Linked DNA regions of Mus musculus: all the other regions are linked to region 5. The links are chromatin contacts, called in public HiChIP or PLAC-seq and promoter capture Hi-C maps. All regions are on one chromosome and are shown on one strand. Each heading gives the region's core, a stretch centred on a gene start, on an enhancer-like site or on the middle of the called end of the contact. The rest is flanking DNA. Distances are from core to core; before and after follow the strand shown.

Region 1 (4,793 bases), core at 1,624-4,123, 400 kb after region 5:
CCTCCCACCCTAGTCTTCCCCACACAAATACTCCAGCTCCTCTCCAAGATGTGACGCTACATGCACTTTTGGCAGAATTGCATACAGCTGTTTGGAAGGAGTGGCTGGCTGCTCAGGTAAGGCTGCCTAACTCCTGAAGATGTGGAAGTTTGGCGCATACCTGTTTAAAGGCCATGTTGGGCTGTGGTCACAGAGGCCAAACAAAGGAGGGCCTTTAGAGGTCGCCCAGTGCAGTGGCCTGATTTGTCAGGGCCAAGTGACAGGGGCCAAAATCCAGGCAAAGAACAAGCCAGGGGGAGCGGGAAGGAAGGAACAATGACTCCTGAGGGCTGGTGCCCAGGAACCCGCACAGGTCAGAGGAGGGCTTGGTGACGACCCTCCCGGCCTGAGGAAGGAAGGGATTTGCTTCTTGTGGCAGGGCAAGGAAATTCCAGCCTGGGGTGGGCCCGACCATTTCTCCTTCCCCTCTGCTCAATGCAACTTTCCTTCCTCCCCTAGTTCTGCCCAGGCCCCAAACCTCCCCTCGGACCTTTGCTACCTTAGCCCCCCTAAACACAGCTGCCAGCCTACAGTCACCCACATGATTGGCTGCGCATGCCAGCCAGCCCTGCACTGAGCTGTTTCTTGTTTTTTTTGTTTTTGTTTTTGACAAGGAACCAGAACCCTTGGATGAAATCTACCTCTCTACCAGTCTCTATGGTTACCCAGGCCGGCCAGGTGCTCTGGAACAACTCTGACCTCTGAAGACTTCTCTAGGGAACTGAGTTCAAAGGGACAAGCGACAGGGGCACAGAAATCCACAAACAGCATCCTCCCTTTTGAGGTTGCTTTTAGAGGTTTTCTGTCCCCAGTGCCTGGGCTGGGAACCACAGCTGCACGTTGGTCCCCTCTGCTGGCCTGTTCAGACCAAGCTCTGAGGTGCAAGCAGATGGTCACTCAGCCCTGGTGGACTCTCCTCCCTTCATGTCTCATGCATGTGTGTATCCCTGACCTAACAGTGAACTTCACAAACATGACAGACATTTACAACATTTGATGAGTAGAGAGATGACCTACTACTGACTCTTAGCTTCAAAGTATATGGGGTTTCAGGTACTGGTGTCCTTCAGCTCATGAGGTGACCTTGGTCTCTGTACCTGATAATGTACAAAAATACCCATGGGTGAAACTATTCATTCCGGAGTAAATTAATTGTTCTCTTCTTTCTTTAACTTATTGTTTTTATTTTTTAGAGACAGGATCTCACAGTGAACTTCTGGCTGGCCTTGAACTCACAGAGACATCCTCCCCCCTTCTTCTTCTTTGGGTTTATTTATTTAGGTTTTTTCAAGACATGGTTTCTGTGTAGCCCTGGAACTTACTCTGTAGATCAGGCTGCCCTGGAATTTACAGAAATCCACCTGACCTCTGCCTCCTGAGTGTTGGGATTAAACACACCACCTTTCTGCTGGTGTGTGTGTGTGTGTGTGTGTGTGTGTGTGTGTGTGTGTGTATGAAGCAGAAAAGTTATTGCAAGAGAAATTGAAAATACGAGCCATCTCACAAGCCACAAGGAAACAATAGTGAACTCCCATTGGTCAGCTGTCAGCCTGACTGACAGGCTGTCTACTGTGGCGCAGAAGGCCTATTCACACACTCTCGCTCTAGCAGAGAGAGCTGAGCAATCGATCCAGCTTCCAAGATGGCAGCCGGCCAACAGCTATCAACATCGCCCCAGGCACATAGCTGCTTGGCTGGTTCATCCACTTCTAGGAATCTACGCAAGCACTCTTATACACAATGCAAGGAAAGTCCGGTGCATGGCTTCCAAGGGGGACGGCTTGAGTCAATTACCGACGGTCTAGACAAACAAGGAAGCTGTTTTGGTGTGCAGCTGGAAAGTGTCCAAGAAACTCAGACGTAGAAAAAGCAGCATGGAAAAAAAAAGCAACTCCCATTCACTGTGTAGAAAATGTCAGCCAGAAGGCTGTGAAAGGATTAGGTACCATCCACACTCCTAGGAACAGAACTGGTGGCCTGGGTGGGTATCGTGTGCTCGCACATCTTCGGAACTCTAAGCCATTCAACAGCCACGATTTTACAGGAGGTGGAACCAGGAAGTTGTATCTGTTTCTGTTGGAGAATGGATGGTTAGTTCTGGAAACAGAGGTGACGGTTGTATCAAGTAAATATACTAAAGGTCACTAAACTGTACCGTAAGAATGACACAGAAATGTGCCGATCCATTTCAGCTACGGAAAAAAAAAAAAAAAAAACGACAAAATTCTTGCTTGTGTGGAGCTTGGGAGAGAAAATGCCCATCTCGGATGCAGTACATCCGCCGGCGCGGCGGCTGGACACCTCAGGCAAGCTGTGAGACCCCAGACTGTGGGACCAGGAGACTGGAGGTTGTGACAAGAGAAGTCAGATTGTGAATGTAGAAGATTCCAGGATGTGGGGCTCGGGCGCGACCTTGGGCTGCGGATCCCTCCGGATTCACCGTCTAGTGAGCTTTTCATGCAGCGTAGAGGCTAGATGCGTATCCTTTTTCAGCTCCGCTGTTTCAGCAGCAGATGGCCCCGCTGTCCCGACGGTCACTCAGGCTATCCAGTGGTGCTTGTGCCAGAAGGAGGAACCTTTGTAAGAAGGAGGCCTCCTACGCCTGCGCAGATACCACCTCCTGCGCATGCGTAGATTCCACTCCCTGAGCGGACCCCGCCTCTCGCTCGCAGCCACGAGCTTGCAGGCACCGGGGGCGGGCTCAGTGTCAGCCGCACATCATTCGATCCTGTCCATAGGCTAAAAAGTGGATCATGGGCTCGGCCTGTCGCCTATTGGACAGCACGGGAAAAGCCCGGCCAGCGGGCCAATCATATGGCAGCGCGTGAGTCTGTAGACACCGGGTAATCGGTGCTGGGCTCTCTAGCTCGGGACTCCAGCATCTCAGTTATGGCCTCAGAAAAGCCTCAGGACCTAATGGTCACCTGCACGGCGCCGGTCAACATCGCAGTTATCAAGTACTGTGAGTGCTGGAGACAACAGTCACCTCGGCCGGGATCGGGGCATAGAGCTGGAGGCTGTAGTCACTGGGACCCCTGGGCTCGAGGGTCGGGTTCCAGAGTAGCTGGGCTGGAAAGGGGATCCTCCAGGCTGGAATGAGGGGGAAGTTCGCCACCGTCAGATCCATGGGCACAGTGGTGGAAATGGGGGTTACTACAACCAGGATCGGGGAGCCTGGGAGTTGGAGACCGGGGCACAGGTGCCGGGATCGATGTGCACAGGGCTGGAGATGAGGGTCACTGCTGCCGGGATTCAGGGTCCTAGGGCTGGAGGGAAAGACCAATGTCCCGGATCTGGAGTAGCTGGGCTGGAGAAGGCTGGGAGGGTAGCTCAGGGATGAAGGGGGCGTTGCCATGCAGGGATCCGAGGGGCGCTGGTGAGGGGCAGATCTTCCTCCCTCCCTGGTGACACTTGTAAACTGGGGAGGTATTGCCGGGACCAGGGCTTCTCACCCCAGTCTCCCTCTGCTCTTCCTTCCACCGTGGTCATTTAGAAGTGGATCCACGCAGCCTGTAGATTCTTGAGTTTGGCTCGTTTCAGTACGCACGCTCTTCCCGAGGATTATCCAGGTGGACGCAGCAGGATTTCATTGCCCACTGTTGCTTAGGCCCTAGAACAGGGGCTCTGTTGTTACCAGGAAAACTGCTGCCACATTTATGGGCAGGTTTTGGTGTGAACTTTCATCCTTCCTAGGAAGAATGCCCTGGCAGCTCTGGGAGAACAAGAGTCAGTTCTTCATTCTGTTAATGATCTGTGGGTTCCCTGGGGTGGCAGTACCCAGCTGGTATTCCCACCAGTGCTACGCCAACCCTTAAGATTTAATTAATTTATTTAATGTATATGAGTACATTATAGTTGTGAACCTTCATGTGGTTGTTGGGGATTGAATTTAGTACCTTTGCTTGCTCCAGTCAACCCCAGCTCTCTCTGGCCCAAAGATTTATTTATTATTATAAATAATTATTATAAATAATTACACTGTAGCTATTTCAGGTGCACCACAAGAGGGGGTCAGATCTCATTACAGATGGTTGTGAGCCACCATGTGGTTGCTGGGATTTGAACTCAGGACCTTTGGAAGAGCAATCGGCGCTCTTATCCACTGAGCCATCTCTCCAGCTCCCCATTTCTTACTTCATCTCTTTGCGGGCCATTTCTTCTTTGCGTGGTTGCTGCTTGGAGCACTTCCATGGTGGCTGCTTTAAAGCCTTTGCCAGCAGTTGCAGCATCTCTAGACACTTCAACGTTAGTGTCTTTTGGTTTTTGTCTCAGTGTGAGATCCTCCTTTTTGGTGTGACATGATTTGGGGTGAGATCTAATGGTTTTCTGCTGTGCACTGAGACTCAAGTCCTATTAAAACCTTTAGCTGGGCCTGGAGAGATGGCTTAGTGATTAAGAGCACTGACTGCTCTTCCAGAGGTCCTGAGTTCAATTCCCAGTAACCACATAGTGGCTCACAACCATCTGTAATGGGATCCTCTGGTGTGTCTGAAGACAACAACAGTGTACTCACATACATGAAATAAATAAATAAATCTTTTAAAAAACAAAGCATAACCTTTAGCTATTGGAGGAGGGACACCACCTCTTTTATGGCAGACAGATAGATACACCTACTTTGTATGATACTTGTTCCTGCTGGGGCTCTGTAGGGTTCCTGCAGGAGCCATCAGGCCTCCTCTGGAAACTGCAGGCCAGGCTGGGAGAAGCATCCATCTGCCCTGTGGATGAAGTCCAGGTGGCCAGCTGAGCCA
Region 2 (4,783 bases), core at 209-2,708, 470 kb before region 5:
ACAACAACAGGGTAGCAGGGGAGGAACAGTGTGGGTGGGGAGGGCTTGTGTTGGAGGGGGTCCACCTTGTGGGCAATGATGGAAGTACAGCCATTTTTTTTTGAGATTTACTTATTTATTATATGTAAGTACACTGTAGCTGTCTGAAGACACTCCAGGAGAGGGCATCAGATTTCGTTATGGATGATTGTGAGCCACCATGTGGTTGGTGGGATTTGAACTCATGACCTTCGGAAGAGCAGTCGGTGCTCTTAACCACTGAGCCAGCCTTGAGCCACATCTTCTAATAGGCAGAGCAGCTCTCTGATGCTCCTCTCTGAGGGCACTTCTGATGCTAGAGGCAACGTGGGGCTGCCAGACACATTTGATCCTGAACTGGGACGAGTCCTGGCCATAGTGATGAAATTTTGTAGAAATACATTAAAAAAAAATTGGTTCTCTTCAGTTTTATATCTTTAAGTGTTCTCTTTGATGGGTAAAGTGACTTTTTGGCTCCCAGTGTGACCGTAGCACCTCCAGGTCATGGAGGCAGATAAGCCTGATTCCTGGGAAACTTCGGTCAATCTTTGTCTGCTCTGCTCTGGCTCTGATAATGGCTCCTCCAGCTGCTGACTGATTCCAGGCTGGGTGAATTTTAATCACAACCTGGCTACTATGGCCGGTTCAAGCCTGTCTCTAGTGTCCTGTCTTCCACTAGTGTCTGCGTGTGCACACACCTGGGGTAATGCTGAAAATCAAGGACAGTGGCTGCAGTGCACATAATGCCCTCCTTCAGTTTGCTTGTTTGTTTGTTAGAGTCGGGGTTTCTCTGTGTAGCCCTGGCTGTCCTGGAACTCGCTCGGTAGATCAGGCTGGCCTCCAACTCACCGAGATCCACCTGCCTCTGCCTTCGGAATGCTGAGATTACAGCACCGCCCCGCACGTAAGGTGGATTTAAAAAAGGAAGAAACAAGAATGACAGCGTTTTTGTGGCTGTTTTTCCTTCCTAAGTACTTTGAGCGCTTAGCGGGGAGTGATAGCAACTCTAATTTCAACCCTTGAAAGTCACACCCCAGCACCAGAACTCCTTTGGTCAATTTTCCCTCAGAGTCAAATAAGCACAGCAGAGTACTCGGATCGATCCTGTGTAGTTTTGAACAAAGCAGGTAAAAGTGCTTTTTTTTTTTACCGAAAACCTGGGTCCAGTTTGTCACGTGATCTCCCCAGGCCAAGCTCTGGGCCATTAGCAATTCTGCGCCACTTTCCCTCTAAGTTGTCAGGCGCAGGTGTATTGCACCAAGGCTGCCACCATACTGCCTTCTCTGCCACCCGAACGCAGCCAGACTCCGGGACAAGTACTACAACCAAGAGGAAGAGGGCCACAGAGCAAGGGTCCGCCCTCGGGGGTGTGGTCAAGCATGCTCCTAGCCAATGAGCGCCAGCGCCTGGCCGCGGCCAATCGGAAGGCAGCGCGGGCTGCAGAGCCGGTGTTCCAGACGCTATGCCGGGCTCGCCGGCTAGGGGTGCTGCCATGGGTGGTGGGCCCCGGGGCCTCCGAAAAACTTGGACCGAGCTGCTGGGTAGGTCTTGCCATTTCTGCCTTCTGACCCCCAACCAGCGCCAGTGCGGTCCCTCCATTCTTCGGGGTCCGGGTTCAGATCCCAGCGTGGCTCAGCCCTGCCCGCGAGTCAGCCGTCCTGGGCCGCGCTGGTCCTCTTAGGGCCATGGGCCCCAGGCTTCCTGGTCCTGCCGCTTGCTGCAAGCGCTAGGTGACTGTCCAGACTTGGACAGCTTCTCTCTGGACCTCCGCGCAGCGTGTCACCCTGTGTACGTTGCACTATAATTTTCTGAGCAATTTTTTTTTCTTTTTAAAATATCTTTAGCGGGCAGAGTCAAAAAGCAAAAATATGATCCTGAAAGGGAACAGAAATTAAAGGATTCTGCTCTGAAACTCCTGAGATACCATCAAAATATGCATGACCTTTTGCTAGAGGTAAGAGGAAGTTGTCCTGGCTGAGCAGGTTGGATGTTCGGAGCCAAGCCAGATCATAATCTTTTTAATGTCCTTCTAAGCCTGAGTACTTGGCGAGTAACTGGTGCCGGCAAACCAGGTGGGAGGAGAGCTGAGTGTATTTTATATTTTATGTCTTTGGAGATGAAAGTAGTTGGGTAGTACATTTAATAATTCATGAAAGGCTTTAATAAATTCCTTCTGGGAAAAGTACTCGAGGGGCTGGAGGGTTGATTCCTGTACAATCTGGTTTTTGTTTGTTTGTTTGTTTTTCTCTGTGTAATCCTGGCTGTCCTGGAACTCACTCTGTAGACCAGGCTGGCCTCGAACTCAGAGATCCGCCTGCCTCTCTCTCCCAAGTGCTGGGATTAAAGGCGTGCACCACCACACCCAGCAAGATGGAGTACAAGTTGTAAGCTGAAAGAAGCATCCCGAGTTGCTTTTGGTCATGGTGTTTTTATTACAGCAATAGAAATTCTGGGGGCTGGAGAGATGGCTCAGCGGTGTTCCAGAGAAACACCCAGGGGAAGAGAGCAGTGTTTGTAACCTGTGTGGGTGTGGGGTGGAGGAATTCACTGCTGACAAAGGGATGCTTTTTGTCCCAGAAGCCGACTTTACCGTTTGTTGACATGCGCTGCACCCAAATTGGATGGACAGCCCTCTCTTGGAGACACTTTGACTGAAACATTCACTGCAGACACTGGAATTGTTCTAAATATTAAGATAAACATTGTTTCTTTGCAGCAAACACAGACTGTGACAGAAAACGCATATATAGAAACATGAGGGTGATTGAAATCTTTCATAATCCACCAAAGAGAACCAATTAGGCCTTTGCTGCTCTAATTCCATGTTGTCATTTTGAAACACAGTTCAGAATGGCATACAGACAATTTAATTCTCACTTTTAAATATGACAATTAAGCACAGGCATTTTCACATGGTTTAAAATGCTCCTAAACAATAGGGCTGGCATTGTAGCATCCCGTTTACTTCTGGACTTGGTTTTACTAAACCATTGCAGCATCAGCACACCAGAACTTCAGTTTGTCACACACTGATCTGTATGATTTATATTTGTAAGTTCCTTTGTTTCTCCAAACCAGAGTGAAAGGCATGAGCTACCGATAATCTCATTTACAGGGAAGACACTGAAGGGTAGGTCATTGCTAGAGGTCACTCAGCTGCTCAGCACTGATTGCTCTTCCGGAGGTCCTGAGTTCAAATCCCAGCAACCACATGGTGGCTCACAACCATCTGAAATGGGATCTGGTGCCCTCTTCTGGCATATCTGAATACAGTGACAAATGTACTCATGTGTATATATCTATCTATCTATATACATACACACACACACACATATATATATACAATAAATAAATCTTAAAAAAAATTCTAATACACACACACACATACTGTCACACACACTCACTCTCACACACAAAGATGAATTTAAAAGCAAAACAAAATAAAACCAAACTAACAAACCAGGGAACCAAAACAAAGCAAACTTGCCTGCTCTGCGAGCTGCACACTGCTGGAGTCTTGAAACCACTTTCTTGCTGTTCTTACCGCTTCGGTTTGTAGGTAGAAGAGCCACAGTGTAAAAGGTTGCGTCTCAGTGAGCTGATCGACCGCGACAGTGCTGACGCTTCCTCCGACCGGTCTGCTTCCTTCATCCGTGAGTTGTCGCTGTGCTTTTCAGTTCACTTAGGAAGCGGTTAAGGGAAAAAAGTCGCCATCTGTTACAGTCCGTAGACATTCAGATTCCACCTGACAATGCCCTTTCTCTTGTATCATCACCAGTTACACGGGCTCTATGACTTGATTTGGAGTTATTTCCTAGCTTTACCCCACTCCCCCCCAACCCCCACCCCCAACTCCCACAGGGTTTCTCTGTGTAGCTCTGGCTGTCTTGGGACTTACTCTATATGTAGACTAGGCTGGCCTCGAACTCACAGAGATCCACCTGCCCCTGCCTCTGCCGCTCAAGTGCTGGGATTAAAGATGTGAGCCACCACTGCCCGGAGGTATTTATTGCTCTTCCCTGCCCTTGTGTGTATGTGTGTGTGTCTGTCTGTCTCTCTGTATGTGTATGTGTCTGTCTCTGTATGTGTATGTGTCTGTCTCTGTGTGTGTCTGTCTGTATGTGTGTCTGTCTGTCTCTGTATGTGTGTGTGTGTCTGTCTGTCTCTGTGTGTATGTGTCTGTCTGTCATGTGCTTGCAGGTGTCACTCTCCCCATTTCCCGAGAGTCAGAGAAAGCAGGGCAGGGGGTGGTTATCAATAAATAAGGGTTTTTTTTTTGTACTTCACATTTCTTTTCCTTTTTTTTTTTTTTTTTTGGTTTTTTGAGACAGGGTTTCTCTGTGTAGCCCTGGCTGTCCTAGAACTCACTTTGTAGACCAGGCTGGCCTCAAACTTAGAAATCCGCCTGCCTCTGCCTCCCGAGTGCTGGAATTAAAGGCATGCGCCACCACGTCTGGCTTTTTTTTCTTTTTTCTTTTCTTTTTTTTTTTTTTAAAGATTTATTTATTTATTATATGTAAGTACACTGTAGCTGTCCTCAGATACTCCAGAAGAGGGCATCAGATTTCGGAAGACCTTCGGAAGAGCAATCGGCGCTCTTAACCACTGAGCCATCTCTCCAGCCCCTTTTTTTTTTTCTTTTTTTAAAGATTTCTTTATTTATTATGTGTGAGTACACTGTAGCTGTCTTCAGACACCCCAGAAGAAGGCATGAGATCTCATTACGGATGGTTGTGAGCCACCATGTGGTTGCTGGGATCTTAAC
Region 3 (4,972 bases), core at 2,030-4,529, 310 kb after region 5:
AGACCCCTCCAGACTCTATACCCTGGTGCCTACAGCCTATGTGCAAGTTGCTGAAGGGGGGGCTCCCGTGGCTTCAGTTTGCTTTCTGTGGACTCCTGCTGGCTGAGCTGGCTCTTGAGTCCAGTGTGTGATACTTTCTAGCTTCATTGTGTCTCTTTATGTCTTTCAGCCATTTAAAAAAATTGAGTATCTTTTTAAAAAAAGATTTATTTATTGATTTTTATGTATGCAAGTACACTGTAGCTATACAGATGGTTGTGAGCCTTCATGTGGTTGTTGGGAATTGATTTTGTACCTCTGCTTGCTCCGGTCAACCCTGCTCACTCCCGCCCAAAGATTTATTTATTTATTTTTGTTTTTTGTTTTTATTGTTTCTTTTTGGTTGATTTATTTATTATTATAAATAAGTACACTGTAGCTGTCTTCAGACACACCAGAAGAGGGTGTCAGTTCTCATTATGGACGGTTGTGAGCCACCATGTTGTTGTTGGGACTCAGGACTTTCAGTCAGTGCTCTTAACCTTTGAGCCATCTCACAAGCCCCCAAAATTGAGCATCTTCTTGATTTGGTTTCTCTTTCTTCTCTCTGTGTGTGTGTGTGTGTGTGTGTGTGTATGTGGTGTGTTCATGTATGTACACAGGTGCACAAGGAGGTCAGAGGTCAACCTCAAGTGTTTATTCTAGAAGCTGGCCACCTTGTTTTCTGAGAGATTTTTCAGCAACCTATAACTCTCCAGTTGGACTATGACTGCAGGCCAGGAAACCCAAGAAGCGACCCGTGGCTGTCCCCCCAGCACTGGTATGCACTGCTACACTCAGCTTTAAGCTGTTTGATAAAAAATTATTTTTATGCAGGGTCTCACCATAAAGCCCTAGCTGGACTGAACCTTGCTGTATAGAATAGGGTAGCGTTACACTCACAGAGCTCTGGTTGCCTCTGCCTCTCATACTGAGATGAAAACATTCACTGCCACACCAGGCTATCCAGCTTTTGTTGTTATTTTGTTTTGGTTTGGTTTTGTTTATTTGCGACAGGGTTTCTCTCTATAGCTCTGGCTGTTCTGGAACTCACTCTGTAGACCAAGCTGGCTTCGAACTCAGAAATCCACCTTCCTCTGCCTCCCAAGTGCTGGGATTAAAGGCGTGCGCCACCACTGCCCGGCTGCTACCCAGCTTTTTAAACATGTAGGTTCTTGAGACTGGACTCAGGTTCTGCTCATGGCACAAACGCTCTACTGAGTTTTCTCCTCAGCTCTATTTTTAATTTTGAGACAGGGTCCTCTGCAACTCAGGCTAGCCTCAGACTTCATATGTAGCCAAGGATGTTCTCGAACTCCCGACCTTCCTTTGGTGTGCTGGGATGCCATGTGTGTGCCGCCGTGCCTGGTTTATATGTCACTAGGGATTGAACCAGGGTTGCATTCCTGCTAGGTAAGGAGACGACCAACAGAGCTATATGCTGAGCTCCAGGTGAGACAGGATATCACTGAGTAGCCCAGGCTAACCTCAACCTCTTGCACCCACACCCAAAGGCTGGCATTACAGGCATGCATGTGCCATTTGGCTTCCTTTAGGTTTGGCCCTTGGAGTTTGTTATGAATTCGACATTTCCCCCACCATTCACCGTGTATCTTGAGTGTTTTTGTGTCTGCGTGGCACACCTCTTCCAGTTTTCATGGCGTCACATTAGGGGCGGGCCCTAACCCGTGTGACTGCTGCCTGCGCTGTGTAGACGGCTGCCTTTCCACAGACTCTTTTCACTCGTTACGCACGTGACTCTCCCTGCTTTGCTGTGTGGCTGGATGCTGTCTGTCCTGCCTACCACCTGCCTGGGTGCCTTACAGAATGTCCTGTCCCATCACCACCACCCCATCCCTGTCCACCTGCTCAGATTTCAGTCCTTGGGTCAACTTCAAACACAGGGCCCTTGTCCTGCCTCAGAGTGGCTGCTCCTGCTCCTTGTAATCCTGTTCTGATTGACAGGTCTGACCAGGGCCCTTGTTCTCTCCTTACAATGTGGCCTCCTTGGTCTGCTGGGCCTGGGGCCTTGTGTGTTGGTGTCCTGATTCCTCTTGTCCTTGTCCCCAGGGGTTGTCATGGCTACCTCTGTACCCTGCCTACTTTCCCCACTTTGCCCTGAGTCCATGAGGACCCCAGGCATAAGTCTGAAGGATAGGGTAGTTCCTGTGCTCGGCTGATGCTGCACCAGGGGCTCACAAGGTGTAGGTGTGGATTACTCTGACAACCTATGTCTTGCAGAGCCTCTAGGGAGCCCTGCGCAGTCCATGGTCCCCAGTCTCCTCAGAGGCTGTGTGCCAACCAGCTGAGTTGTCCCTCAGTCCTCCATCCCTGTCCTTATCTGGGACAGCGTGCCTTGTAGCATTTGGGTGCAACTTCTTGCTTCCTTTTCAGCCTCCAGAATCCAGCGTGGCCCTTGGCTGGCCCTACAGGGCCGTCCCTGTTTCTGCTCCATCATGTGGAGGTGGCTGGACCCATTCCTTGAAGCTTGCACCTGGGGATGGTAGCCGGGCCTGGCAAAACTGCAACCCTGTGTTACGCTCCTACCTGCCTGTGCCCAGTGTCATGCATCTGTGGTTTCTTGTTTATATTGGCTTAGTGGGGTCAAGGAAGGCTGGGAGTTGCCATCCTGTAGGTGGGAAGGGAATGTTAGCAGAGACCAGGAGGAGGTAATGAGGTGGATGTTGCTCCAGGTCTCAGAGGTCACACCTGTCCAGTCTTGTCTGGTGACATGGTCTCATGGTGACCACATTCTAAGCTGTCCTAATTTCATTTTGGTGGCTGTGATAAAGGATCCAGACCAAAAAGCAACTTAAGGGAAGAAACTGGTTTATTTTTAGCTCATGATTCTGGGTTACAGTTCATCACTGTAGGGATGTCACCGCAGCAGGAGCTCGAGGCTGCTGGTCACATCACCTCCACAGTCAAGAGCAGAGAAAAACAAATACGTTTATAGTCACTCGCTTTTACTCAGCTTGATTTCCTCACTCTCACACAGTCCAGGACCCTCTGCCTAGGGAATAGTGCTGCCCACAGTGGGCTGGGTCTTTCCCACACCAATAAACAATCAAGTCAATCCCCCATAGGATAACCTTATTTAGACAACTTCTCAAGACTGCCCAGGTGATTGATTGTAGCTTCTGACACGTTGACAGTTAAAACTAACCATCACACAGACCTTATCAGTGGGCACAGACCTTCCCAGCTAGGGAAGGAAAACTGGGTAGGCCCTAATCTCCAAGGATCAGGGGTGTGGGGTAGAGGCTCACAGTGCTGTGGAAACAGAGACCTAAGAAAGTTGTTGGTGATCAAAGGGTGGTACTGGCTGGGGAAAAGGCTTGGCGGAACTTGAAGCCTTAGGCAGCCTTCCTTGAGCAGCCTCTGAGCAGTTGGCTCAGTGATCTCTATAAAGGTCCTCCTGCATCAGTGTCCAGTTCTCACAGTGAAAACAAGCCTAGAGAGTGAATACGTGAAGTGTGGGGTGGGCCAGCTGTGGGTGGTCAGGGCTGCTGTGGGTGACCTGTCCCTGGGCTGCTCCAGATCCTCTTCGTGATAGCTAAGGAAGACAGTATGTATAGGTGTCTCCTTCGCAGTCTGCTGTTACACTGACAATCAGTGGTCAGCCCCTTCCTTCTGGGACTCTATCCTCCAGCCTGGGGAAGCACCGGCCACCGGCTTCATTGTGCACCCTTGGGTGAGGCTGGGTTTCTGCAGGACCACACAGCAGGGAGTCTTCACGTTGAAGCTCTGTGTCCCTGACTTTCCAGCCAAGCTCCTCTGCTTCTCCCTCCCACCTCTACCCTTGACTCATCATGGGTGGGCAGACCTCTCCCACCACTTCCAGCCCCTCTGCACCTCTCCTCCACCCCCCAACTCCCCCACAGCTATATAAAGCACAGGGCTTGACGCCAAAGAGCTTCAGCTGTCTAAATCAGAGAGACCCAGGTGACTGAAGACAGTGTGGCCTTGGGGCTGTGGGAGGAGCTAGAACCATTACTCTCAAGGCTAAGGAACTCGGAGCTCCCGAGAGCTTCTGGACCAGCAGGCCGAGTTACATTCCAGAGATGACGGCCCTTCCAGAGAGGCCAATCAAGAAGCACTCAGGGCCCCAAGTGCGGCTGCAGTGTGGAGACACTGTGATTCTTCTCATTCACTGGAGGAAGCCTGGCCCTGCTGAGGGGCCTCAACTGCTTGTAGTTTTGCTCTGTGTGTGTGTGTGTGTGTGTGATGGTGGTGGTGATGATAGAGCTGCTGGGGACCTCAGGAGATGGTGATGAGGTAGGTGTCTCCAACCAACCGTCTTATGGGGCAAAAAGCAAAGCCCTCGCTCCTCTGTCAGATTTAGGCTCAGGCGCCTCCCTGAGGTACTCTTGATCACACAGCCCACCTGAATGTGGTCGGGGCCTGGTGGTGTGAATACAGCAAAGGCCTTCTGTTCCCCATGCTAAGTCTCCAGGTCATCCAGAGCTGAACCCTTGTATTTGGTTATTTGTGAAGTCTTCATTGAACTGTGTGTGTTCTGAGTTATGTTAGCTGTGTGTGTGTGGTGCTAGCCACAAGAGCACCCCTGAGCTATGTAGAACCCAGTAGGTTCTGGGTAGCATTTTAGAACTGTGGTTGATAATGCTGTGTAATGGCCTCCTCCTGCAATGTAGGAAGAGGACAGTCCCAGGCTCAGCCTCTTGTTGAATCCTCCCCCCAACCCCACCCCACCCCGTCCACAGATGTTCTGACTCTTGGCTGTGCTGCTGCATGCCCGTGGGCAGTCTACATGGCTTCTCTGAGTTCTGAACCCTTCATCTTTAAGAAAAAGAATAAATTAACATAATTTTTATTTTTTTTTAAATTGGTATCCAGGGCTTTAGCGTGGCTCAGAGGTTAAGAGCGCTTTTTGCTCTTCTAAAGGACCTGCGTTCAGTTCCCTGCTCTCACATCAAGTGCTCACAACCACCTG
Region 4 (4,646 bases), core at 412-2,911, 330 kb after region 5:
CGCCACAACGCCCGGCACATTCACAGATTCTTATGATCTATCGGCTGCTCAGCTCCAATGGTGGTCAGTTCTAGCCATTGATGTGTCCAGGATCCTGGTCAGATGGACCCTGGAGCGTAGAGCTTGCTTCCTCTGACCCCTGTCTCTGATCCCTGGAAAACCAAGTTTTCGGGGACACTTGTGAGACTGATACCTACCCCAGGATTGTGACAGACATTGGCCTGCATGTGGCATTGTCCAGGCCTGTGTGCAAGGCCATGGGGTGGGACAGAGGCTGCCCTTCCGAGAAGTAGTCTTCTGAGGGTATTGGTTACTTCTGGGCCCCGAACACACCTTGCTGAGCCTCTCCCAGCCTGGCAGCTATGGCCTCTTTGGACAGCGTACTCCTCTGTGGGACCCAGGGTCTCAGCGGAGTCTCTGCTCCACCACTGGACACGGCTGCTGCATAGCTGGGACCATAGAAGGACTCCAGGCTCTGCTCTGCCTTGTAGCTCTTTGCCAGTCTAGACACCACTTCCTCCAGGGCTGAGACTGTGGCTGCCCCAGGGTCCCAAGCAGGCCCTGCCCTGCCCTGCCCTGCCCTGCCCTAGAGATGGGTTGCAGTCCTTTGGGCTAGCCTGGTCTCTCCTGTTGGGGCCTCTGCTCAACTCTCTCTGCTCACCGAGGTCTTTCTTTTGGCCTAGAGAGACTCTCCTCCCTTCTCAGAGGGAGGTAGCCTAGAGACTAGGAGGGCAGGCCATCCAAACCTGTTCCCTCTCTTGTGCAGACAGGAGTGACAATGGTGGGGTGGGGGGTTATATGAGACCCTCAACCTTGTTTCTGTGCTGGGCCGAGATGGTAGGGTGAGGTGAGTCTGCTCTTCACCCAGGCTTCCCTCGAAGAAACCATGCTGTTCCTGCACTGGACGCTTGCTTGTCTCCACTTGGGCTGGACGGCCTGCTGCGTTGATGCAGACTAGTGTGAACCTTCACTGTGTTCTCTCCCTGTTGACACAGCCCATCCCTCCAAAGGATCCGGTCATCTCAAGCACACACTGTATCTCTGCACCTTTCCGTCCGTCTGTCCAGCACTGGCTGTGGTAGGGGAAGCTCCCCACAGATCTGCCGTGTGCTTCAGACTCATTTCCAGAGCCATTTACAAATGTGTCTGGCATCTGCTTTGGGAGGTCGCTGTAAGGCTTCTTTGACCAGAGACATATGGGAGCAGCTGGCTCAAAGAGCCTCCAGGGAGTGGTGGATTCTCGTCTCCTACCCTGACAGACCCTGGGCCAGGCTGGGGCTTCTTGAGTAGGTGAGGTCTCCCTTACAGCCCAATCTGCAGGCCCATCTTCATGCTCATGGTGGAGGAGGGGTGGTGACAAACCTTCTGTGTGGTGTACTCTAAAAGTTGTGTGTGGTCCTATTACCCTTACCCCTCCCTCCCTGACCCGGTTCCCACAACGACGAGCAAACCGTTGCTCTGCTCTGGGTCACTCAGAGTCCAGGGGAGCCACCCGGTGGACTTCATTAGCCCTCAGCTATGGCTTGAGGACCCCAGAGTGGATGTTAGCAAGGGTCTTCAGCTTTGTGCTGTAGGGTGAGGGTCTATAAAGGGTTAAGTATGTGCTGGCCTGCAAGGGGCCCTTCCTGCCTCTGGCTGTCCCTATTGTTGCTGGCTCAGGAAAGGCCTGTTTCCTGTGAAATCACAGGCTTTGCCCAGCAGCTCCACCAGAGCAGTCTGAGGCTCTGCCCTCTTTGAGGAATGTCTTTGTCCCCCATGACCCCTCTCCTGCAGTTAGGTGGCAGCTAACCTTCAAGGACAAAGACAAGGAAGGCTGTCTCCTTCAGGCTGCTTGTGATAAATAACATCTCACCTCTGTCCTCTGCACTGCTAAAGTCATGGTTGTGACAGTCACATCAATGTGTTTCAACCAATACGCCACACCACCGGGACCAGGGAGCACCTGGGAACCCTGCATCCCGACACAGCCAGGTTGTGTTGCCTCTTAGTGTTTCTTTCCCTCTCTTCCCAGAAGCAAGAGCTGCACGGCTGACCCAGGCGGGACTCGCTCTCCTGGCTCGCTCTTCTTGCTCTTGAGGGGTGATAATCTTGGAGGAATGATGACTGAGAACGAGACCCTGGAGTGTCAAGTTGTGCCTCTGAGCCTGTTTCCTTGGGTAGAGTGTTCGTCTCTGGACGTAGCCTTTATTTCTCTGTACAGTGTTGGGACCGCTCTACACGGAGGGCAGGCAGGAAGGAAAAGAGGCAGGGGAAAGGGCAGAGCTCAGGGCCTGTGCATCTCCCAAGCTGACCTGTGTTGCTGAGGCAGGACAGGGCGTTCCCCTCGCCTGGTCCCTGGTGCCTCACCTTGCATTTCATCTACCTTTGGCACATACAGCTATGTAGGGTTCTCCTGGCCCTACCTGGGATTAGGAGTAGCCAGGCCTCAATCTCAGTAGCCCATCTCACATTTCCTCGTTGCCAGGAAGCCAGGCATGGAAGTCCCTACCCCTTGCCATCTTGGGTCTCTGGTTTCTGGAGCCCATCACAGATTTTGGACACCGTTCATGTATTTATTCCGGTAAAACATCTATCCACGAAGTTTGTCATCTTAATCTATTTTTGATAGTGTGGTGGCATTAGGCACATCCTCATATGTCACTAATGGCCACCCCAGGACCATCTCATTTTCCTGACTGAAACTTGATAACAGTTAAACTTTAGCCGCGGGACTGGAGAGATGGCTCAGTAGTTAAGAGCACTGACGGCTCGTCCACAGATCCTGAGTTCAATTCCCAGCAACCACATGGTGGCTTACAACCATAATGAGATCTGGGGCCCTCTTCTGGTGTGTCTGAAGACATCGACAGTGTACTCATATACGTAAAATAAATAGATAATTCTTAAAAACAATAATAAATTAACTTTAGCCTCTCCCGCACTCAACACACACAGAACCTCGGGGTCTGAATTTTAAGCTTGCCAAGCAGGCTGCAGGGTAAAGCATCTTTCCCTGCTCCCCAGGGCCTGTGGTGGCCGCCCTTCATTGGCTGTGCTTGGGAGGCCAGAATTCAAAGTCAGGAGTCTTCTCCAGTTGTGTTCCACTTTTTGGAGTTCATCAGTTGGCTTGATTGACCAGCAGGCTCTGTTGCTGTTTCTACAGAATGCTACCTACCACACACAGCGTTTCATACCTGCACCAATCACTGTACGTAATCTAAGTGTGTGTATGTGTATGAACACAGGTCCGTGCGTGTCACAGCATGCTCGTGGAAGTCAAAGGGCAAGCTTGGGTGTTGGCCCTCATCTTCTACCTTATTTGGCACAGGGTTTCTCTGTTAATCCCTGCTGCTTTTGCCAACCACCTGGCCTGACCGCTTCTAGCCAGTCTCTCCTCTCTCCCTCCCATCTCCTGGTAGAGGTGCGCTGGGATTACAACTGGCTTTTGCACAATTCTGGGAATCCAAACTCGGGTCACCAGGCTTCTGTGGCAAGCCACCAAGACGCGTCCTTAGCCTGGCTTTCCATCTTTTCACGTGGGTTCTGGTGATCTCAGCCGAGGTCCACGTGTTCATGCGGCACATGCTCTTGGCTCCCGACACGGGCTTTTGATCACTGCCCCTCACGTGCTTGGTTCAGTGCTGGCCATTCCCGGTATGTGAGGTCGAACCAGTGTCCTCAGAGGCAGGACCTGTCACATCAGGGATGTTAGATAGGAGAAAGCTCTCAGGGGCCTGTGGATGAAGGGACTGGTGGGTAGTCAGCTGGGTAGACAGGTGGGCAGGATCGACAAGCCAGTGGAAAGCTGGGTAGACATCTACCTGACCGGAAGCAGCGAGTGTGAGGGAGGGTGCAGCCTCTGTGAGACTAGGCTGGACGTGGCCCTGGTTGGGCTGAGAAATAGAGCCCTGGAAAGCAGAGGGATTTCAGAAAGCTTTGCCTCCACAAATGCACTTCCCCCCTGCCTCTTGGGCCAAAGAAGATCGATTTTTTTTTTTAATGTATCATTGTTGAAAACTTCAGATTTGATTTAGGAGAGCTGAGCCTTGCATGGTAGCCAATGTATGTCAGGAAGAAGACAGCACCCTGACTCCAGAGAGGCCCTTGGGAGCCAAGAGAAGTGCAGTCGTGGTCAACACCCTGCCCTCCCCACTACCACCACCCTCTCCACCCCTGCTGCCAGGCTCCTTGAAGCAGCAGGTGCCCTTGGAAGTTGGGCTACATCTCATGTCCACTGTGATCCTGGAAGAAGACTGTGTCAGGCAGGGGCTGTGAAGAGGGTACAAGCTGAATTCAGAAGAAGTCACCCACCCCAAGTGGGTAGTGTCACCTGAAGAGGTGACCTGGTTCAGCTTAGGTTGTTTGTTTTGTTTTGCTTTTGGCACTGGAAATATCATTTATAGCTCAATTTTAATTTTTTTAAATGTACTGTGCTCTTTGGGTCCCTGCCGCTTCCTTCCAGGGGAGCCTGGTTCTGTGGTCGGTCTTGGTCCCCAAGTTCAGGTCTGCCCTGGCTGTCCAGGTCTGTTGTTGGTTCTCATCCTGAGGAGGATGTGTGGAGGATACCCACTCTCAGGAGAGACTCTCAGAGGGACAATGAGGTAGGATTGATGCTCCCGGCCACAGAAAGTCCGCTCTTGGGGTTGCTTTGTCCAGGAGGGAATCGG
Region 5 (4,579 bases), core at 83-2,582:
GCTCTGATGGGTCAGGGCGTTATGCACAAGACTGGGGTTCTGTGTTGGGTCTTAACTAGCCTAGCAGATGTGCCCAGGTAAGGGAATGTGGGCCCCCAAAGCTGGGGTGTTGCTGGTTGGAAGTGTAGGGCTGATGACCCAGGGCCAGCTGCAAGGGGGGCTCTCTGGCCAGGCTCCTGTCAGCTGCCGAGAACTGAAACTTGAGTAGAGTTGCAAGGCTTTGTGGGAATTTGAGGGAACCAAGGAAGTCCTGAAGTGTGTTCCCGGAAGGGACGGACCCCCCACCACACACCCATGCAATGCTGGTTGACCTCTCTCCACACACAGCAATTCTTTGTGCTCGCCACCTGTTGCCTCTGGGCGCAGAGGCTGGCCACAGCCTCAGTGCACATCTCTGTGGAAAGGGACCCTGGCAGGGACCACAGAATCCACATTCCCGTTCTGGCCAGTCCAGGACCATTCAGCAGCCAGTCTGAGGACTGCCAACAGCAGGAAAAACTGGGGACCTGGGCTTTACCCATCCTTCTTTGTGCCATGTTAAGAAGACAGGGTACCAGAGACTGACTGATCTGGGGACCACAGATCACTCCATCTCCAGGCGGATCCAGGCACAGCCGCTGGCCCGGTCAGGTCAAAGGCAGTGTGAACTGAGAGTGTGTTGGGCTACTCTGGCCTGGAGTTATTTTCTCTGGATTCTTAGGTCCTGTAGGGAAGCGTTGCAGCTCCTCTAGGACCACTGGGTAGAGACTCAGGCACCACCAAGACCAACCAGGGGCATAAGTGTTACAGACACTGTGGCTTTCTGCCCCTTCTCTCTGCCTCGTGCTCTGGAATAGAAAGACCTCTCAAGACTGGCCACCCTTAGGCTCTGGGAGGCTCCAGGGAGCACCTGTGATATGCTTCCAGACTGAAGGGACAGCCCAATGGCTGTTCCCGTGCCTCAGAGATGCTTCCAGTCCTGAACCATTTTGCTCACTGATGTGCAGGTCAGTCGCCCTCCCTCTGGAAGCCCCTAAACACAGGACACCCCTTCCTACAATGCTTCAGAGAGTGCGGCCCACCCTGGACACTGCAGGCCGCAGCTCTCAGGTTCCCCCAAAGACACTCCAGGCCAGTGGTCCCAGGAAAGCTATCCCAAAGCTAGAGGAAGGGATGCCACAGGGCTTACAAGCTTACCTGGGCAAGCAGCCCGAGGGCGAGGAGCAGAGCAGAACCCATTGAGGCAGTGGCGGAAGAGCCGAGGACAAGTGGCCGACTGGGCGGCCGGTGGAACGGGCGGTGGTGCTTCTTCTACCCCCACGCTGAGAGCATTGGGCTGAGTGACAGCGCAAGTGCTTGGGGAGCAGGCCAAGGGACTGCACGTGTGTGGTGGGGCGGGGCCAGGGCGGGGTCTGGGCAGGGCTAGGGCTGAGTGACTGCATGGGGGGCAGAGTCATGGGCGGGATCAGAGATGAGTGACAGCACATGTAGGTGGGCCTGGACAGCCACAAGAGTGTAGTGTGAAAGATGCAAGGCAGAGCCAGAGCAAAGTGATGGGGGGGGGGGGGCGATCTGAGTGACAGCATATGTGATCAGTGCCTGAGGGAGGCTCTGTAAAGTTTTGAGGTCAGCACATGTGTTGTAGGGGGCTCCTGGACTGAGTGACAGCATGTAGGGGGGCGGGGAGTGGACATTGGGGAAGAACTCAGCATGCCGTAGGCTGGGACTGAGGCCTGTGGCAGCTGTCCAGAGAGACCCAAGCTTGTAGAAGAATGGAGGGAGCCAAGCACAGTAGCCCATACCTTTAATATTAATCCAGAGGCAGGCAGATCCCTATGAGTTAGAGGCCAGATTGCTCTACATAGTGAGTTCTAGGCCAGCCCAGACAATGTAGAAAAACTGTCTCAAAAAACAAAAAGCAAAACCAAAAAACCCCAAAGTGGCCCCTAACCCAGAGGAAGGAGCAGGAGGATTGGGGGTCACGTTTGGATTGCCTGTTCAGGTTTGCTCTTCCAGAACACATCAGAGGCTCCTGAAGGCTGAGTGAAGGGCAAGAAAGACTGGCATGTGGCTTATTCTTAAGGGGTTCAGGCCCAGGTCTCACCCCACGGGCCACTCTGCCTTTGGCCAGAGCTCCTTTGCCTACCCCCTGCATCTCCCGCCACACCACATGTATGCAGCAGTCACCATGATTTTGTGGGATATCTTCTTTGCTGATAGCTTCTGGATGGCCCTCGCTGACATCAGCCGGCCATGGGCGTGATCCTTCTGGCTTGCACTGAAGAAGGCAGGAGACGTTACTGGATCCAAGGCCCAAGACAGGCACGAAGGGAGGGTGCCTGGTCCCTGCTGGTCCACTCCACTGTCCTGGACAGATCCCGCGGGCATTGGTAGAGACTTGGTTGATTTACATACATGACTGAGGTCCCAGTCCCTGACTAGAAAGGCTGCACCAGGCTTGTGCCCATGTTTCCTGAACCCCGTCAGCTTAGCCAGAGTTCCCAGCCCCTTCCCCAGGCAGTGTGTGGCCCAGTGGCCAGGGACTCCAGGCTGGTTGGGCTTTCCCTCCTCACTCTCTCCCTCAGGCCTCCATTGGTCCAGTGGCTTTAAACTACCCACAAGCTAGAGGCTTTCCAACTTGCCTGCGCTCACACCCATCTGACCCTATGCTGATCCGACCCCAATAGATCTGTATCAGCCTGGATGAAGACGTCCAGGTGGCTCTTGGTCCACCACAACACCTTTCCCCCCATTCTGCCCCAACAGCCGTTCTGACGCACAGCTGTTAGTTCACCTCCAAGTGCTCTTTGTCCACCCCTTTCCTCCACGGTCACCATGCTCTTTGAGGTGCCCTGCCTGGAGCATGCTTTCCTTCCGCTGTTACTTAGAGAACTCCTACGCATCCCTCAATGCCCAGCTCCACGGCTTCGGTCAAGGGAACACCCTCCCATCTCAACCAAGGTTGTTCCTTCCTCCTCTGGCCTCCTGCTGGGTGCAGCCCCTATATGGCTGGCCCTATATGCTGTCCTCTGGACTTGGGAGAAGGACAGGAAGAGGGGGGAGAGAGGAAGGATGTGGGGGAGATGGGGAAAGAGGGAGAGAGAATGAGAATTCCCACACGAGATCCTGCAGAGCAGATGAAACAGTCTGTAAACCCAGCACTGAGGGAAATAGGGAAGGAACTCATACAGGGCAGGAACCTGTAGGCAGGAGCCGATTCTGAGTTCATGAAAGAGTACAGCTTACTGGCTTGCTCTTTCTCACAGAACCTAGGACCACCAGCCCAGGAGTGACCCCACCCATCTGGATCCTCCCCCATCCATCACTACAGCCCTGGCTGCAGCCCAGTCTTCTAGAGGCATTCTCTCAGTTGAGGCTCCCTCCTCTCTGAGGACTCTAGCTTAAGTCCAACTGACACAGAAAGACCCAGCACAGTAGCCGGAGTCACATGTGGGTCCCTGGACTAGCCTGTCACCAGCACCTACCACTCTGCTGTTTGATGGGATGGTCGACTCTTCCTTCCTTTACATTGTCAGGTGTTTTACCACAGTGACAGAACAGAGCAGGGTTGACACCATCTATGCCTGGGGGGGGGGGTGGCCAGACTGTGTGTGTGGGAGCAGCCCTAATATTGATCTCCCCCACACATGAGAGGGTGGGGGAAGAGACCCCTTCAGGAGGACAGCCCCTTGGGGGCTCTGATGGCAAAGTTCTCTGGATGCCTGTGGGCCTCTGCCTCATGTTTCAGGTCCAGGAGTAAAACATACCCCATCCCTCCACATGGGAAGACACTCAGGGAGACTCGCCCCTGCTTCCCAGCCTTGCTTTAACTTGTTGCCTCAGACTGGGACTCAGGCCAAGCCCTTCTTTGGAGGAGTCTCTATGGCCCGGGGCCAGGGACCAGTCTCTGGGGAGCATATCTTCCCCAGGCCAGGTTCTTCTACACAGGAGTAGAGAGAGTGTGCTGGGTTCCCTAGACAAAGGTCCTGAGGGCGGTGTCAGAGGGGACAGTTGTCTGAGAAAGAGTTCTCTTCACTGTCAGATGTGAGGCTATCACCGACTCTCCTTTAAGACCACAAACCTCTAGCTGTGGCCCACTGTGACCCCCACACTGGGTAGCTCCAGACAGTCCCAGCAATGTCCCACCCTTCATGATCCCAGGTGTTAGGGGACAGAAACAGGCAGGGGAACCCTGGGTCCTGCACCCATGCTGCTGAGCCACCTCTTCAGATCTTCCCAGACTGAAGATACTCACTGGAACCCATAGGCCCCTTGCAGCCCAAGCCCTGATAAGAGTCTAGCTCTCTCAGGCTCCCCTGGGTAACCCTCTTTTCTGGCTTCTGTCTACCCCAAAGGCCTTGTGGCCAGAGGTCTCTGCTCACTGTTTTTGTTTGTTTAAACTTTTATTTATTTACTTATTTATTTATTTTGGTTTTTCGAGACGGTTTCTCTGTATAGCCCTGGCTGTCCTGGAATTCACTTTGTAGACCAGGCTGGCCTTGAACTCAGAAATCTGCCTGCCTCTGCCTCACGAGTGCTGGTTAAAAATTTATTTATTTAATGTATATGAGTACATAGTCTCTATCTTCATGCACACCAG
Region 6 (4,472 bases), core at 1,901-4,400, 410 kb before region 5:
AACACGATGCTTAGGAACAGCTGCATCCAACCCACAGCATGTGTGGGTGGGGTCTGAGCTCCACAGAAGGGCCAGTCAGCAGAAGAGCTACCACACTGGCCTACACACTATGGTAAAGTAGCAGCCTCTTTGTCTGCCTCCATGTCCTGCGGACAATAACCCCATTCTTCTCTCTCCCTCAGTCCCCTCAGCCTACAGGAACAACCAGTCCCCTGTGGTCTAAGGACAGACTTAGAGGAAGACTGAATGCCAGATGAGCACCATTGCAGAAACTGGTGAATTAGAGGCCTACTGGTGAAGAGACAGAAAGTCAGACAGGCTGGTCGGGCCACCCTACACTTAGGTTCTAGGGGAAGGCACCGAGGGTGGATCCTCCTCTCCTGCCACCAGCTTCCTATGCTGTACCGTGCTCTACAGGCACACAGTACAGAATCCACTGTCTGCTGATGACAGCCTTGGTCAGAACACTGAGTCCTGTTCCAGCATAAGCCACAGGTGCTGCTTACCTGGGGCCTCACTGGGAGCCAAGTGTGGCTGCGTACAGGGGCCTAGCCCAGGTCCCACAGAGTCTCCATGTGAGTGCAGCAGGGCCACATCCACACTGGGGAGTGTCTTGGTCTCAGATCCAACTTGGGTTTCTCTGGCCTGGCAGAGCCGAGAGGCAGCTCCCGTGGGGTTGGACTCTGAGTTCTGGGCCAGCCGTGGTGACAGGTCCTTGCCCCACGCCCATTTCACTGCTAATGCACTGTCCAAAAAGAGAGCTCTGCAGCTGGAGGCTGTGTCCATGGTGAAGTCGTGGCCCTGGTCGCAGCCCCACACAGCCTGGATGATGCCGCAGTACTCAGAGGACAGTGTCCTCTGGAGGCTGGGCAGAGACCCACAGCTGACTGCATGCTCATGCACCCAGCCCACCAAGCCGTGCAGACACCGAGGGCTGGAGGCGATCAGGTCAGCTGAGGAGAATCAACAGAGATGTCAGGCTCACCGTGGCCAGCGCTAGGCCCTCCCTGGGACGCCCACCCTGGCACAGATAGCACTCACCCACACATGCTCCCTCCTCTGCCACTGTGGTAGGCTGAACACCAACCCTGCAAAGCATCAGTGGCCACAGTTTAGGAACCTCTCAAGGTCACAAACGTCTTCCACAGGGCCCCTCTGTCAGCTGCCCTGGTTCCCTCTCTCCTAAGTGATAGCTCTTCACCCTCAGATCTCTGCAAACATTGCCACCACAGCACCCCATTGTAACACCATGAGCTTTTGTATGCTAGCTTTTGTCCACCCCAAGTCACTGCCTTAAGTCAACACCTAGAACACAGGGTGACGAACCCCTAAAAGTCCCTAGAAATCCAACAAGGGCCTACTTTGTACAAGGCTTCCTCTGGCCAGCTGGGGAGACGTTGACTCTCTGTAAGAAGGTCCTGAGAAGGCTGTGGCACTGATAGAATTGGGTGTAGCAGTTCTTGCAGACAGACTGAGGCAGGGCTGGGTCCTGGTGCACAGCGACACCCAGCAGACGCTGGAAGTCCCTAATGAAGACACGCTCTCCTGGGGACAGTCTTTCTGAAGTCTCCCCAGGCACTCTGTCAGAGATGCTTCGGAGGCTCCGTGAGGAAAACTTCCCATGGCAGAGTCGACAATGCCCCATAGCGAGAGTCCGGCCTGCTCCTGCGCAGAGAAGCAAATGTGACATAAGCGAGGTACTCGCAGTGCAAGGGCCACTCTTCCCCCTGGCCTCCGAACACTGCAAGCAGAGAAGTGCCCGCACCAGGCTTCCTAAACACAAGAGTAGCGGGACTGGGACTCGGGAGCTGGCCTTCCTCACTGAACACTCAATATTCAAGGAACCCCAGATGCCTACAACGAAGATGAAACTTAACATCCCTATTCTGAAAATGTGTCCAAGCCGTGCCTCAAGAAACTAACTCACTGTTCATCCCTGTCCATCTATAGGTGCCCTGCCTGCAGCATGTGCATGATGCCACCCAACTGCCCCTAGTGGGAGTAAAGGACAGCTTACATAGGAAAGCCATTCTCAGATGACTGAAGAACACCACACTAATGTGATGCACATGGAGGCTGTTAACCTAACTAGCTGCTGCTTGTTCACAAACTCGCAGCCGCACAAGGAACAAGCAGTTAGTTCACTTAACTCAGTTCCCAACGCAGGTTAGGTTATAGGCCTGTTTTAACCATCAAGAAACTGGGGTTCAGAAAAAGTTAAGCAATTACCCTAAAAGTCCATAGCACGAAGAGCAAACTTGAAGCCACACCTGTGTGCCTTCAAATCTTACGCACTAAATAGCAGCGACACAGAGCTGTCTGGGCGGCAGAGGAAAGGGCCTCTATCGGCAGTTCTCCAGAGGGCCCGCGTTCTCCAGAACCAGGAGGCCTGGTTTGCTCTCATTATCACTAAGCTCGCACCGGGGCCCGAGGACGCCTGGAACCCACCAGCTTCGTCTGTACCGTCGTCGCCTGTGTCCCCGCAGGAGCGTGTCATCGAGCCCCAGCTGAGCTGAGCAGCCGCCCCGTCAGCGCTCGTTCCGCCGCTGCGAGAAGGGCGACCCCGAGTCCGACCGCTTCCACAGCCGCCGCCCGAACCCCCGCGCTGCCGAGCTATTCCGGGAGACAGGAAGCGGCCGAGGCGGTCCCGCTTCATGGTGGTAGGCGACACTCGCTCCCTGCTCCGCGCTGCTCGGTGTGGCTCGGCCCCCTGACTTCTTGCTAGAGCGGACTTAACTTGGCACACTCCGTGCCGTTCCGCTACTCTCCGCCGCGCTGCCCCGCTCCGCTCGGCTCCCCGAGATCGGAGCCGGAGGAAGCGAGGGCTGCAAGGAAGCGAGGAGCGGTCTGGGGAGCCACAGCGGCCGCGGCGGGGTCAGGAGCCCGGAGTTCTTCGGGTCTCTCGGAACTCGCGACAGGCCCTTAAAGGAGGGGCAGCCCGGAGGGTGAACGGCCGCGGACTGCCGCCCGGGCGGTGGCGCACAACAGAAACCCTTCAGAGCAGTAGCTCTCCCCGCCAGCCTTCCCGTCCGCGCTCGCAGCAAGTTGGCCGGAGGAGGTGACAAGAGCCACTGACCCCTCCGGTCCCCTAAACCCAAGTCTGCGCGGCGGGGCGGGGCGCGGCGGGGCGGGGCAAGGCCGGCGGAAGTGTGTCCGGGTCCCCTTCCGGCGGTGCGCAGCTCCTGCGCCTCCCTCAGCTCCGCGCTCCGCGTTCCGGTCTGGAGGCGTCCGCCCCGTCCCGCCCCTGCCGCCGCGGCCTCCCGCTCCCCGCCCCCGCCCAGCGCCATGGCCGCTGCGGCCGGGGACGGCGGGGCGAAGCCACTGCAGAGCGCCATGAAACTGGCCAACAAGGCCATCGAGCTAGACACCGGCAACCGGCCCCGGGTGAGGCTGGGAGGGTCGCGGAAGCAGCTCTGGGAGGCCCTTTGCCCCTGGTGGGTGGGCGAGGGCGGGCGTGTAGAGGGATTCGGCGCTCCCGATGCGCGCGGCGGCGGCGGCGGCTCTGGGACCGCGCCCGGAGACCCGGGGCCCGGAGGCTAAGGGCGCCGAGCTCTGCGGGGACCTGGAACAGCTCAGCTCGCACTGGGCCTAGATTTACCTGTGTGATGAGGCGGTGTGACATAAGGAGGAGGTTCTGTTTGCAAAGGACCTACATCCAAGATGTAGATGACAGATGTGTGTGTGTGTGTGTGTGTGTGTGTGTGTGTGTGTATTCTTGACAGAGTCTGTGTAGAGTTAATCTAGAAAAGACCCGACTGTTGGCTCATTCAGGATGCTGCTGCTGTCTGCAGTTGCCTTCAAAGGTCATTTGTAAAGAAACCCAGGCACAAAAGGGGTGTGGCCTGTCACTGAGAATAACTGCTAATTAAAAGGATGGCAACAAGGTAGAAAAGCCGGCTGGGCCACCCAGAGCTTCCATAGGACAGGACGAATCACTGGTTGTCCAGTGCCCCAACTTAGTTTTCTAGGGCACCCTCACAAGACCAGAATCCTACCTGAAACCCATTTTATCTGAAGTGCTGAGCTAATTAAAGTTGGGTAATTTTGACAACGAGTAAAACGAAACACATACAGACCAGAGTGCGTTCTGTCTTGAGCTGTCACAGAGCCCAGAGCAGAGGGGTCACACAGCTGAAACCTGCAGCTCGGTGCTCTGGGCTCCTTTGAGCAGAGGGAATTATTCTGGAGTCTGTAGAATGTTATTTCTTCACCTAAGCCAAAACTTGAGATTGACAGATGAGCCCTTATCCTCTCCTCAGATTTCAGGAAGTGCTTTTCATGAGACATGGAAAGACTGCTAGTCTTTGAGTTGCACAGGAAGAGAACTTTGTCACACAGAGTGGAAACCCTTATTGCTGCTCAGGCAGCTCTGTGGAGCCTCCTGACTGAAGCTCAGCTCCTTCATGTGGTGGATAGTAATGAGAGGAGAGGTGTGTCTGTCTGGGAACTCCTCAGCACAGTGTTGAAGGAAG

Evidence for each region. Promoter capture Hi-C pulls out the DNA fragments that hold promoters and counts their contacts. HiChIP or PLAC-seq counts read pairs in DNA pulled down with a chosen protein or histone mark. Capture Hi-C pulls out chosen DNA fragments and counts their contacts.
Region 1: an H3K4me3 HiChIP or PLAC-seq map of stem cell-derived neural progenitor cells shows a contact between it and region 5, with 32 read pairs. The contact joins the promoter of Mvd here to the promoter of Cdh15 in region 5. A contact is called at or near these places in 11 of 39 promoter capture datasets (cranial neural crest, embryonic stem cells, fetal liver and 5 more) and 10 of 115 datasets of contacts at active chromatin or transcription factors (craniofacial prominence, embryonic basal ganglia, embryonic midbrain and 3 more).
Region 2: a contact with region 5 is called in a promoter capture Hi-C map of pre-B cells, with 4 times the contacts expected there. The contact joins the promoter of Fanca here to the promoter of Cdh15 in region 5. A contact is called at or near these places in 5 of 39 promoter capture datasets (embryonic stem cells, hippocampal neurons, liver and 2 more), 1 of 15 datasets of contacts at CTCF or cohesin (pro-B cells), 2 of 115 datasets of contacts at active chromatin or transcription factors (bone marrow-derived macrophages and large pre-B cells) and 4 of 9 other capture datasets (adipose tissue, liver, macrophages and 1 more).
Region 3: a contact with region 5 is called in a promoter capture Hi-C map of cranial neural crest. The contact joins the enhancer-like site here to the promoter of Cdh15 in region 5. A contact is called at or near these places in 11 of 39 promoter capture datasets (the C10 cell line, cranial neural crest, embryonic stem cells and 7 more), 2 of 15 datasets of contacts at CTCF or cohesin (embryonic stem cells and pro-B cells), 8 of 115 datasets of contacts at active chromatin or transcription factors (Th17 cells, craniofacial prominence, double positive thymocytes and 5 more) and 1 of 9 other capture datasets (liver).
Region 4: a contact with region 5 is called in a promoter capture Hi-C map of liver, with 2.5 times the contacts expected there. The contact joins the enhancer-like site here to the promoter of Cdh15 in region 5. A contact is called at or near these places in 15 of 39 promoter capture datasets (the 3T3-L1 cell line, the C10 cell line, cranial neural crest and 10 more), 6 of 15 datasets of contacts at CTCF or cohesin (the NIH/3T3 cell line, embryonic stem cells, large pre-B cells and 2 more), 101 of 484 Hi-C or Micro-C datasets (the AML12 cell line, the AtT-20 cell line, B cells and 66 more), 15 of 115 datasets of contacts at active chromatin or transcription factors (T-cell acute lymphoblastic leukemia, Th17 cells, astrocytes and 12 more) and 5 of 9 other capture datasets (adipose tissue, embryonic stem cells, liver and 2 more).
Region 6: a contact with region 5 is called in a promoter capture Hi-C map of adipose tissue. The contact joins the promoter of Vps9d1 here to the promoter of Cdh15 in region 5. A contact is called at or near these places in 4 of 39 promoter capture datasets (hippocampal neurons, liver, pre-B cells and 1 more), 1 of 484 Hi-C or Micro-C datasets (regulatory T cells), 1 of 115 datasets of contacts at active chromatin or transcription factors (pro-B cells) and 2 of 9 other capture datasets (adipose tissue and liver).

The regions. Positions count from the first base shown.
Region 1 is chr8:122,441,502-122,446,294 of GRCm38.p6, reverse strand. Mvd (mevalonate (diphospho) decarboxylase) reads left to right here and starts at 2,873. Exons shown (of 10, transcript NM_138656.2): 1 at 2,873-3,001. The coding sequence starts at 2,929. It overlaps 9330133O14Rik (RIKEN cDNA 9330133O14 gene), which reads right to left and starts at 2,639. Exons shown (of 1, transcript NR_045696.1): 1 at 1-2,639. It overlaps Gm20735 (predicted gene, 20735), which reads left to right. Exons shown (of 3, transcript NR_015497.2): 3 at 654-1,027.
Region 2 is chr8:123,315,251-123,320,033 of GRCm38.p6, reverse strand. It overlaps Fanca (Fanconi anemia, complementation group A), which reads left to right and starts at 1,458. Exons shown (of 43, transcript NM_016925.3): 1 at 1,458-1,559; 2 at 1,863-1,972; 3 at 3,578-3,671. The coding sequence starts at 1,481.
Region 3 is chr8:122,536,253-122,541,224 of GRCm38.p6, reverse strand. All of the region lies in intron 1 of Piezo1 (piezo-type mechanosensitive ion channel component 1), which reads left to right. Among named protein-coding and RNA genes, the nearest start is that of Piezo1, 13 kb to the left of the region's middle. Within about 2 kb of position 3,279, at least 110 of the 459 cell types and tissues checked have an H3K27ac peak or open chromatin away from gene starts, as enhancers often do. A contact at or near this core is called in craniofacial prominence, stem cell-derived epiblast-like cells and trophoblast stem cells, where this site is marked.
Region 4 is chr8:122,514,721-122,519,366 of GRCm38.p6, reverse strand. The region is part of intron 1 of Piezo1 (piezo-type mechanosensitive ion channel component 1); the gene reads left to right. Among named protein-coding and RNA genes, the nearest start is that of Gm26497, 3.6 kb to the left of the region's middle. Within about 2 kb of position 1,661, at least 60 of the 459 cell types and tissues checked have an H3K27ac peak or open chromatin away from gene starts, as enhancers often do. A contact at or near this core is called in adipose tissue, astrocytes, bone marrow-derived macrophages and 10 more, where this site is marked.
Region 5 is chr8:122,845,127-122,849,705 of GRCm38.p6, reverse strand. It overlaps Cdh15 (cadherin 15), which reads right to left and starts at 1,332. Exons shown (of 14, transcript NM_007662.2): 1 at 1,177-1,332. The coding sequence starts at 1,218.
Region 6 is chr8:123,252,900-123,257,371 of GRCm38.p6, reverse strand. It overlaps Vps9d1 (VPS9 domain containing 1), which reads left to right and starts at 3,150. Exons shown (of 15, transcript NM_028200.2): 1 at 3,150-3,384. The coding sequence starts at 3,286. It overlaps Zfp276 (zinc finger protein (C2H2 type) 276), which reads right to left and starts at 3,177. Exons shown (of 11, transcript NM_020497.2): 1 at 2,449-3,177; 2 at 1,362-1,665; 3 at 1,042-1,088; 4 at 507-953. The coding sequence starts at 2,656.